2 separate regions of the Mus musculus genome follow, and region 2 is linked to region 1. The links are chromatin contacts, called in public promoter capture Hi-C maps. All regions are on one chromosome and are shown on one strand. The core of a region is the stretch at or near the end of the contact, and the rest is flanking DNA. Distances in the headings are between cores, read along the strand shown. Region 1 overlaps Sestd1 (SEC14 and spectrin domains 1). Region 2 holds the start of Sestd1 (SEC14 and spectrin domains 1).

What was found. Promoter capture Hi-C pulls out the DNA fragments that hold promoters and counts their contacts.
Region 2: a promoter capture Hi-C map of macrophages shows a contact between it and region 1, with 8 read pairs. The contact joins the promoter of Sestd1 here to the enhancer-like site in region 1. A contact is called at or near these places in 7 of 39 promoter capture datasets (the HPC-7 cell line, cranial neural crest, embryonic stem cells and 4 more), 1 of 484 Hi-C or Micro-C datasets (uterus), 2 of 115 datasets of contacts at active chromatin or transcription factors (bone marrow-derived macrophages and embryonic stem cells) and 3 of 9 other capture datasets (adipose tissue, macrophages and pancreatic islet).

Annotation. Positions count from the first base shown.
Region 1 is chr2:77,235,688-77,241,480 of GRCm38.p6, forward strand. All of the region lies in intron 3 of Sestd1 (SEC14 and spectrin domains 1), which reads right to left. Among named protein-coding and RNA genes, the nearest start is that of Gm35266, 32 kb to the left of the region's middle. Within about 2 kb of position 3,059, at least 25 of the 459 cell types and tissues checked have an H3K27ac peak or open chromatin away from gene starts, as enhancers often do. A contact at or near this core is called in bone marrow-derived macrophages and macrophages, where this site is marked.
Region 2 is chr2:77,277,986-77,283,589 of GRCm38.p6, forward strand. It overlaps Sestd1 (SEC14 and spectrin domains 1), which reads right to left and starts at 2,607. Exons shown (of 18, transcript NM_175465.6): 1 at 2,570-2,607.

The DNA of each region.
Region 1 (5,793 bases), core at 1,809-4,308:
AGCTAACAGGGAAATGAAGAGGGGCTGCTAATATACAAAGATTCCTTTGAACTGATGAACACTATTTGGAGTGAGTGGGGTCACATGATCCTGTGACTGCAAAACCACTGAATTGCATACTTTATTAGAAGGGTATTTTATGACAAGTTAGTAAAATTTGTTTTAAAAATGTAAGTACTCAAGGTTGGAATATGCATTGCAAAAAGACAAAAAGTGCATGTGTGCGTGGGGGGTGGGGGGGATGGAACATTCCTGTGGAAGGGGAGAGGGATACAGTAAATGCCTGTATCTGGGCTTACAATAGCACATAAACCCTTGACCAGACACTCAGTTGAAAGTAGGTGCAAGTGAAAAGGAAATTGCTAGAGATCTGCACCAACAATGCATACACAAAGGCTACTATGTCTTACTATGGCTACAAGCCCAGAAAGGCCAGCCAAGTCACGGGGCTAGGCGCTAGTGGCCTCTGGAGAGAGACAAAAACTTAGGGTCTCCTAATGCTTAGAAGTTTGGAAGAAATGGAGCCAAGACAAAAGTTTCCAGTGTGGGCCTGCTACCCAAGGACACACACCACTCCCAATGCTCGATGCTTTCTTATTAGCACCTATAATCCTGAAATGTAGGACTCACAACCATTTGTTAAATACATTTTTAAAAAAATAACACATTTACTATTTCAATGCATATTATAAATTAATCTGCAGGTTTATACTGTGAAAGTAATGAAGCTTGAAAATGCCATCTGTAACGATCTTAAAGGATAAAACACTGAATCTTTTAGAGTACTTTAAAAGGCCTTTAATTTTAATTTACTTACATTTTTCACTAAGATAGAAAATGAAAATGTATACAACCCTATGATACTATCTCAAAACTGCCAACCAAATGGTATTTCAGATGCTTTGCAAAAGGCATCTTCACAGGCTTGGGGTGCTATACATTAAGATTCCTATACCTGTTTAGAGCAGTAAAGAGGAAAAAAAAAGGTGGGACCCAGACTCCTCCTCAGAGCCTTTCAGGGGCAACAAGGCTGGGCTAAAACAGCTCTGTAAAAGAAATGAGCACACTGAATAGCATCATTTCCAACCCAGGAGAGCTTTCTGAGGGACCTCTAGGGCCAATGCCCCATGCTCATAACTATCTCTTGATTTTATCTAAGGGCTCTTCTTTTGCTTTGCTCAGAGTTCTGCTGATACGTGTCGGCACTAGCTGAGCATGCTTTTATTATAATGCTGTGTACAGAATGCCTCTCCATCAGAGAACATGCTTGCTTGCAGAGTATCAGAATTTTCGTCTACTAAGACTGCTAACTTGTAGCATAATGCTTTGAGATCAGAAGGGCATGAGTGATGACGTCTGATGAAGCCTGAGTCAGAAGAGAATGGCTGTATTCCCAGTCCATGGCCTACATGGTTGCTGTTGAGCCCAGCCTCTCCTCTAGCCAGCCTCTGAGCACTGTGCTCCTGTTTTGTTTTTTTTTTATTTAATTTTTATTTTATTTTAATTAGGTATTTTCTTCATTTACATTTCCAATGCTATCCCAGAAGTCCCCCATACCCTCAACCCCCCACTCCCCTACCCACCCACTCCCACTTCTTAGCCCTGGCATTCCCCTGTACTGGGGCATATAAAGTTTGCAAGACCAATGGGCCTCTCTTTCCACTGATGGCCGGCTAGGCCATCTTCTACTACATATGCAGCTAGAGACAAGAGCTCCGAGGGGTACTGGTTAGTTTATATTGTTGTTCTACGTATAGGGTTGCAGATCCCTTTAGCTCCTTGGGTACTTTCTCAATTGCCCTATGCTTCAGGGCCTCTGCACTGGACAGTGTTCCTTCATTTCATCATCTTGGTACAATGTCACCTCACTATTTAGTAAGCTGCCACTGCCACTCCTGAGTCTTCCTGTCTCCTTTCTCGGAATGTGGACGGCTGACACATGAGTATGTGTTTGTGGCACTTGTGTGTCTGGTCCTTACAGAATGCTGAACACTCCTCTGTTTCATTCCCCTCAGCACCTAGAACACTGAGGAGCCCCCGCAGGCTCTCACATAGTCACCAAGAATTCTGGCCTCAATGTCTGTGTGCCTTGTGCTATCTCCTTCAGACTCTTCCCTCTGGATTCTTCTGTAACAGTGTTAAATCAAAAAATGGATATTTAAAATGACTAAAACTTGAGACATGTAGCAAGGTAGTTTTAACAGATGTTGAATTTCGGTTAGGAACAACAAGAGCAGTTCCTTGGGGGCGTCCTGTAAAAGCTCTAGGATGCAAAGCCAGAAGATGGTTTCTGTGGTTTCTGACCACAACACTCTCTGTCTCACAGTAAGCTCTTTTTGAACTAGAAAATAGCATGATTTTATGTACTGCCAAGTGCTATTGAAAGAAAAATTCTAAATAATTTTTAAAAGATACCTAGGGCTTCTTTAGTTATCTCCTCAATTATCAGCTGTGGCAGCTCTGGGTCCTATAAGCATTTCCTAGAAGAAGCTATGATGGGACAGGCTATGATCCTAACACAGTGGGAGGAGCCAGACCTGGGGCACGGTGCTTAGTGGCAGACTGAGTTTGCTGCTGGGTTTTGGCCAAGCTGCCTCTGCTCACAGTTCTATGCTTCATTTCCCTCGTGGGGCAAGAGAACAGTGCTCCTCTCTGAGGGACAGGGAAACTGAATGACTGAGTATTACCTACTGCGTCCTTAGATGTGGGGTATTCTTTCCACATGGACCTCCCAATCCCCATCCACAGTCAAGCCTGGGGGCTAGTATGATTAAAGTTCCAAATTCAAAGCAACCCACAAGCTTGCTCACCAAACAACTACTGCATTCCCAACAGTCAGTTAGCAGGTCCTAGAAACCTGCACAGATGTACGCAGAGCACTGCAGAAAATGAAGCCATCAGGGAGATAAAGGTAGAAACTGAAGCTGAACATTGGCTAAGGATGACTTATCATACAGCACAGAGCAGTGAAAAATGTACAGTATAAAACCGTCTCCCTTCCAAGGGCTTACATCTTCTTAGCATGCGTAAAAATGAAAACAAAGCGCTTTAGTATCTACTTCCCATTCATCACTAGTGAAACAGCATGAACCTTTGAAAACTTAAGAAGAACTAAATAATACTTGTAGAAAGAAATCAAGAATTACCACTCAGTTTCAATTCCTCAACTACCAAACAGGGAAGTTGGCCCTGATGGTCATCAGTGACTATTTTCATGATTTATTAACTGTGAGTCTACCTAATCTTAGTTACCTAAAATGAGGGGTTATCACTTAGTGGAAATTTATAATGGTCTGGTAATTTTCCTTTTCAGAAAGAAAGGAAGGCGAAGGGAAGGAAGGAGAAGGAAGAATGGGAGGAATAAACTTTTACTTGAAGACTTTTTCTTCTCCAATACTGGAAAGCAAGCAGCAACAAATCATTAAATGATCCTTCTATATTGGAAGTAGGTCTGTGCCCTAGTGAGTTCTGTTGACTACCTGACACATTGAGAGGAGGGAAACTCAACTGAAGAACTGCCTATGTCAGACTGGCCTGTGGGCAATGCCTTAACTCGTAACTCGAGTCTGGGCTGTATAAAAAAGGCAGTTAAACACTCACCTGGGGCAGGCTAACAAGCAGCGCTCCTGTTGGTTTCAGCTTCAAGCTCCTACCTTGATTCCTGCCCTGGCTTCCCAAGGTGATGGAACCATAGGTCAAATAGACCCTCTCTTCCCCCAGTTGTTGTGGTCATAGTGTTTACCACAGCAACAGAAATTGCACGAGGATAGAAATTGGCACCAAGCATGTAAGGGCGTTAACCATGAACCTGGGAGCAGGCCAGTAGGCACTGCTCTTCTCATGGTACCAAGTGTGTGGTCCTCAAGTTGGAATGGCTTTGGAAAGTCTGTGGAAATTTTGTGGAGGCCACTGAGCATTCAAAGATTAATAAACTGTTATGGGAATTTGCAAATAATACTAAATACAATGGAGACCTGGCTTGTGAAGTTCTAGAGGGAAGTCTGAGGGTCCCTCAAAGACTATCAGCCATTTGTGTGATGTTTATTTAAATGTATTTATTTTATGTATATGAGTATTCTACCTGTATGTATATCTGCATGACAGAAGGACATATCAGATCCCATAGCAGATGGTTGTAAGCCACCATGTGGTTGTTGGGAATTGAACTCAGGACCTCGGGAAGAGCAACCAGTGCCCATAAGCGCTGAGCTATCTCTCCAACCTCTTGTGTAATGTTTTGGATTAAGAATCTGGGGCTGAAGAATCAGCTATGGTTAAAAATGACTAGCGCCACTAACGTGAAACCTTGGCTTTACTGAGACATTAGGTACTAGTTAGCTGAGGCTAAAATAAAATCATCCTTGATGAAAATTTAGGGTATTTCCTTGAGGTCAGCACAGTACTCAGAAGCTGTAGTCCAGAAAGGGCCATGGCTTCATCTTCAGCTGGAGGCCAAAATGAGTCCCCATATGGAACTGGCCATGATGGCTGCAGGACTGAAGGGGTCCTGGAGAGAAGCTAAGGCTCTGTAGCTCCTGCTTTTGATACTGACGTGACTGGCTGACTTAAGCACACAGGAATTTTTGAATATTTTTCTTCAGTCAAGAATGATGAGAATTAAAAACTCAAGGACCTATAAGCTAAATTATGTATATGGGATTTTTTGTATTTTTAAGATAAAAATATTTGAAGACTAAAAGACTTTGCTCATATTAGAGACTATAACTTTTTTCTTTCATTTTTTAATTAGATATTTTCTTCATTTATATTTCAAATGCTATCCTGAAAGTCCCCTATACCCTCCCCACACCCTGCTCCCCAAACCAACCACTCCCACTTCCTGGCCCTGGCATTCCCCTGTACTGGGGCATAAAATCGTTGCAAGACCAAGGGCCTCTCCTCCCACTGATGACCGACTAGGCCATCTTCTACTACATATGCAGTTAGAGACACGAGCTCTGGGGGATACTGGTTAGTTCATATTGCTGTTCCTCCTATAGGGTTGCAGACACCTTCAGCTCCTTGGGTGCTTTCTCTAGCTCCTCCATTGGGGGCCCTGTGTTCCATCTTATAGACGACTGTGAGCATCCACTTCTGTATTTGCCAGGCACTGGCATAGCCTCACAAGAGACAGCTATATCAGGGTCCTGTCAGCAAAATCTTGCTGGCATATGCAATAGTGTTTGGGTTTGGTGGTTGTTTATGGGATGAATCCCCATGTGGGGCAGTATCTGGATGGTCCTTCCTTCTGTCTCAGCTCTGAACTCTGTAGAGACTATAACTTAACATAGTGACGTAGTGAACTAAAAGAAAGATAAGTTCATGTAGATTATGATCTCTCTCTCTTTTTTCCTGTGTGTGTGTGTGTTTGTGTGTGTAGGCTGTGTTACATGTCTGTGTAGATGTGTATACCTATTATACGTGAAGGCCAGAGGGGGATATCAGGTGTCCTGGTTCTATCAACTCTCCTGAAACAGAGTCACTAACTAAGCCTAGACCTTGGCTGGTAGCTGCAAGCCCTAGTTCTCTTTCCGTCTCTGCCACCAATCACAGTAATGGCGTTATAGGTGGACTTGCAAGAGGCTATGCCCAACTTCTTACATGTGTGCTGGGCACTGAAATTTGGATCTTGCCTTGCCCTTAGATACTGAGCCTCTCCCTTGCCTCTAACTTCTCTCCTTTCTGAAGCTCCATGGTATACAGATGCTTAACCTAATGGTTCTTGAAAGGCTGAAAGTACACATTTAGAAATCTGTGTGCTGTGCACTGCACCAACAGTACAGTATTTCACGT
Region 2 (5,604 bases), core at 1,357-3,856, 42 kb after region 1:
TGTGACCGGGAATTCCACACAGAGGTAGAGTCCCAAGAGAAATGAAAATATATACATAAAATATCTGAAGATGAGTATATACCACAGCATTACACAACAGTTGATGTAAAATAACCCAAACGCACATCTGCTGAATTAACAGATTTTGGTATATCCATACAGTGGAATATTATTCTGTTATGAAAATGGCAGACTATAATATAGATGAACACTGATGACAAGTTAAGGAATTAAAGGCCACATAGGGCATGCCCAAAAAAGACAAATAAATCCACAGAGACAAGGAGCAGTTGTGCTTGCCTAGATTTGGCTGTGATGTTTACATAATCTCATGAAAATACAAAACTACAAAATCCTCCACTGTAAGAGTGACTTCTATGGCATGAGATAGATCCCAAACAAGCCTACTATAGGAATCTAAGTTTTTTCTCCTTTTATTCGAAATACCCTGTTTTTCTATTCTATAGGCCTCTACTACTGTAATACAACACTGACCAACTCGGGGAGAAAAGGATTTATGTCACTTCACAAGGTCTAATCCACCAGCAATTCCCTTCCAGCAGGGTAACCAGGGCAGGAACTTGAGGCAGGAACGGAAGCAGAAGCTGCTTGCTTCCATGGCTTGCTCTGTTTGCTGTCTTAAGTAAGCCAAGACCACCAGCCCAGAAACAACATCAGCCCCCAGTGGCCTGGGCCCTCCCATACGTATCATTGGTCAAGAAAATGCCCCCACAGACATACAGTACGACCATTTGATAGAGACAATTCCTTAAATAAGAGTCCCTCTTCCCAGGTAAGTCCGGTTAACAAAACTAACCAGCACACTAGTAAACGGCCTACTCCTACCCCACCCCCCAAGATATTACTGTGTTTGCTTTCCAAAGCTAAAAAAAAAAAAAAAAAAAAGCTTTTGGAAATAAAAGACTACACATGAATGGTGTTTTTAATAAAGTGAACTTATTCCAAAGAAACTGTACAAATCTGCTATTATCTTGTTCCTTAAAAAAAAAAAAAAAAAACAAAATTAACTGTGTTTGTTCTAAGGGAATTCTTATAGAATACATATGTGTATACATATACATACATCAAAATGGGATTTTTTTCTCCACTACATTAGTGAGAGTGCCTGTTTATAATACCTTTAGGCACCTGTCAATCAACTGAAACCCAGGTAGACCCTTCTTTCTGTCCTTGTATGTTCTGCAATCTGCTTCCATCACTGCATCCTAATCTCTTCCATGGACCAAGGCTCATTCACAGTGGTTAAAATGCAGGTAAACTTTAAAAGCATAGAGTAGGGCCAATGTTTAAGGTTAAATTGATCTGGGATGTCTGAATACATATTTAGCAAAATGATTTCCTGGAATTGGGGATATAAAAACAATCAATAGAGATGTGCAAATGCTTAGTAATTCCTTTGGAGTTTTGTTGTCGTCATTGTTACAGGGTAAAGGCAGCCACCAAGTTCTGTCCACAAAAAAGTATTATGTATAAAGGCTTCCTGGTTCTAGAACAAAGAAAGTATTTTATTGCCTAAAGCAAAGGGAAGATATTTTCCTTCTATTTAGTATTGTTATACTAAAATAGCATACCAATGAAACCAGCTAGGTGTGACAAGTCCCAAGGTTTGTAAACAAAGATAACTGTTCTTTATTGTGATTTCTTCCTTGATAGGGGTAAATCCACCCCCCTAAAAAAAATAAAATAAAATTGATTCAACCAAAGAAAACCACAGGGATTTTCCAACATGGGGGGTGGGTACCCTGAATGACAATGTTAATGTGAGAGATTGTCAAACTGCTGGCAGGCATGGTGGGTTATGCTGGATACAGACAAAACCTAAAGACAGCTAGGACCTGTCAAACAGCAGCTGTCTAGTTATTCCCACAGCAGAATTCCCAACTTCTCTGGGTGAGGGCCATGTGTGAGAAGGTGTCAAAGCCTGGAGAGTCAAGGGGTCGTCAGTGTCTGTATGCCCAGCCACAGACAGGGTGAATCCCACCATCCCCTCCAGAGCCGGGCATACTGAGACTGTCCTTCTTTCTAAGGGACACTAGATATCTCAGGTCCCCGCACCCTGGCCAAGTATCTCCGGCCTCCCTTTGTGGCCCTCTGTGACTGGAGGGCTGTGACCCGCCCGCAGGCCCCGGAGAAGCCGAGCCCTACGGCAACCCCGGAGCTCCGGCCCTGCAGCCCGCGTCCCGCACCGGCAGCTACCGGCACACACAAAGGAGCGGGCCGGGATGCGGGGGCGCGGGGGCTTGCCTGGGATGCTCGCACGCGGGGAGGGAGTGGAACCCCATGAATCCAGGCTGACACTCAAACCTGTTGCTGGATTCGGGGCCCAGGGACCCCGCCAGGGCGCGGGCGCAACGGGTGCGGGCCGAGGCCGAGGCGGCGGGAGCGGGGAGGGCCCGCGGGGCTCGCACCTCGGGCGCTTTGTCTGCGGCGGGCGCGGACCAGCCGGCGGCGTAGCAGGGTGGGGGAACCGCCGCCGCCCTCCCGCCCGCGCCACGCGCGTCCCTGTCCCGCGCGGCCTGCGCCCCCCGCCCCGCGCGGCCGCACTCACCTGGCTGGCGCGGGCCGGGCTGGCGGGCGTTGGGGACGACGCGGGGACGCCGGCGCGGCGGGCGGAGAGCTGGGCGAGGCGGGAGGGAGGCGGGCCGGGGGCGGAGCGGCCCGGGCGGCGGGCCCGCGGCAAATCGCTGCCCGGCCCTCCGTGCGTCAGGCTGGGGGGCGGCGGCGCGGGTGGCCCGGCCACCTCCCGGCACCCGCGGCCTGGCCCTGTCCGCGCGACCTCGCGTGCGCCCGTGGCGGCCGCGCGGAGACCCCGCCCGGCGCGGAAGGGGGCGGGGCACTTGGGATTGACGTCCTGTGGTCCCCACCCCGTAGAGCTTGACCGCGTGGGTGGTGGAAGCTACCCGGGCCGGGGGTCAGGAAGTGTGGCTGGAGTGGTCCTAACACTCTTTTATTTGTTTTCTCCTGCTTCACCCATCTCCCACTTCCATAGTCTCTAAGGTCTCCCCTAGTGTAGAAACCCCTGTGTGCTGGGATGCCTGTGGTACCATGCACACAGGGTTGGAAACTGGAGGGGCAAAAGCTGGTTGGGATTCCAGACTTTTGTTTGACTCTGGGGATCTTTCTATTGGATGATCCAAAATTCACAAACGGGGCTTTCTGACGATGACTACCTCAGTATCCTCTTTTATTATTTTATTGCACAAGTCACTTTTAGGTCATTTCCTGAATTCAGTTCAAAAGAGTCATCCGCACAAAACCACAATGGCCACATGGTCGCTATGCCTGGTCTTCCATAGGATGCACAAGGCCACCCCAGTATAACCCAGTTTCGTTAACAATCTCTCTCCATTCCAAATAAGCACCCAACTTTCTCTGTTTAAGCTGCTTGGCTGAAAATAGAAGAGCAATTTCTTCCTGTTAATTCTGGGTGACAAATCTGTGTCTATTGCTACTACTTGGTCAAAGAAATCCTACTGTTAGCCACTCTTGAGAGCCATGGCTTTCTAGATTCACTTCTGCTTGAGTTCCATGTAACTGCCAACCCTCCCCCGGCCCCCAATCGAAGCCCAGCGTGCCTCTTCTGTATCTAAAAACCCTCATAGGTTGTGTATGTAGACTAGAATCCGCAGTAGACTCCACAACCTCTTCACCTGCTGTTCTATCTTCTGCCACATCCACACACCACACAGATTCCACAGGCTCTGAGGCTATGCTTCCATAGCTCCTCCCACTTGAAATCCATCCCTTGCATAGCCAGATGAACTCCTACCATCCCCAAAGACAGCTCATGACTTCTTCCTAGTACTGGCTCACAGGCCAGCCTCATCCCACACACCATAAACTAGACACTCTGTCCTCTCTACTTTCATAGAACCTTTGAGTTCCTGTGATTATCTTTACTACTTTCTTTCTTTGGTGGTCTTTTCTTCCTGGACCGTGTGATCCTTAAAAGAACAGAGATTTGACCTTGCTCATTTTGGGTTCCCCAGGGCATAGTACAGTGCTCAACACAAGGAAAGTTCTCTTTAACTGTTGAGATTAGGTCGTTATCTATCCAACAAAAAGTGTCTGTCTTCAAAGAGGAGGATCTACAACAAACTTGACACCCTACTGTGATTTTTCCTCCCTCTGCCCCGTGGGATTCTCTGCTTATCATGTTAAAACCCGTGTTTTCTCCGCTCACATTCTTCGCTTATCCAAATAACACAAGTGCATGCCTAAGGATCCTCTCCAGTAATTTTCAACACCATCTGACTTTTGTGTGTACTTTCTACTTACCCATGGGTCCCTCGGAGTGTCACTCAGTCACCTGATAAGAATCAAGAGGAACTAACAAAACAAATGAAAAACACTGGAGTATGGATTCACAGAAATGAGGGTGTTGCGCCTCCCAGGAGCTGACAGAGGGAACTCAGCTCCATCTTTTCAGCTGAGTAGGCCCCACAGCCAGAGTTCCATGTAAGCATTTGTAGAATTGTGTGTGTACGTGTGTGTGTGTGTGTGTGTGTGTGTGTGTATGAGACATGTACGAGAGAGAGAGAGAGAGAGAGAGAGAGAGAGAGAGAGAGAGAGAGAGAGAGAGAGAGAGAGTCATATCCTTGCAAAACACGTATCTATCACTTGCTTGAGCCTCAAGGGCCATTCCTCACTCTACAGTAGCATTTTCTCTTTAAGGTCCCGCTGCCGGCTCTGTGGAACTGAACTGTGTGTCTCTATGAACTCAGATGGTAGATAATGATATTGGTAGAAACATCACCTGTTTTAAATTATAAGTAGAGTGGGGAGCTACTAGATCTATAATTTCCTAGCTCTGTGACCTTGGACAAGCACCAATTCTATCAGTATGACTACCCTAAAAGGGAATGATAATAACAATGTTTGTACTATATGCTATCCTGACAAAATATGAAACAAAGTATATTAAGTTGTCCACAAATTTGAACCTAGAGCTACAATTGGTTTCTGAGCACAGAACATCCAGGCTCTTCTGCGTGTAGCTTTGGGAACGTCTGACAACAGCAGTCACAGTATGTTCCCTCTTCTGTGTGCCCTTTGCTCGAAGTCCACCCACCTTCTCCATCTAGTTGGTGCCTCTTAAGTTGTGCCCAGGAACGGAATCTCCAATTCCCGCTGTGAATGATAGCATCTCAAAACCAGTCTTGATACATCACGAACGGTTTCCTTCCTCTTAAGCTACCCATACCTATCAAGGTATCGTCGACTAAAAACAAACAAAATTATCCCCAAATCTTATTTCAGTTTTTACCACAGAGACATGGTGGTTAAAAGCATACCTTCCCCAAACTGCGTTTTGCAGCTCTGAAGAGATCTTTACATTTGTGCCTCTTAAATATCATTTTAGATGCTCTGCACTAAGAGACCCCGCAGCTCCATTGCAATGTGCAAGGAGACAGACATTCAAGGTTAGAGACAAACATTCTGAATGATACTTTAAGTGAAATGTTTCTAAATTCTATGTTTTCCCATACAATTTCCCATGGGCTTTTTAAGGCCACGTTTAGATTTTACTTTAAATGATGTGAATCCATTTAAAAGAAAACACTCATCTTGTTTTTTGGTTGT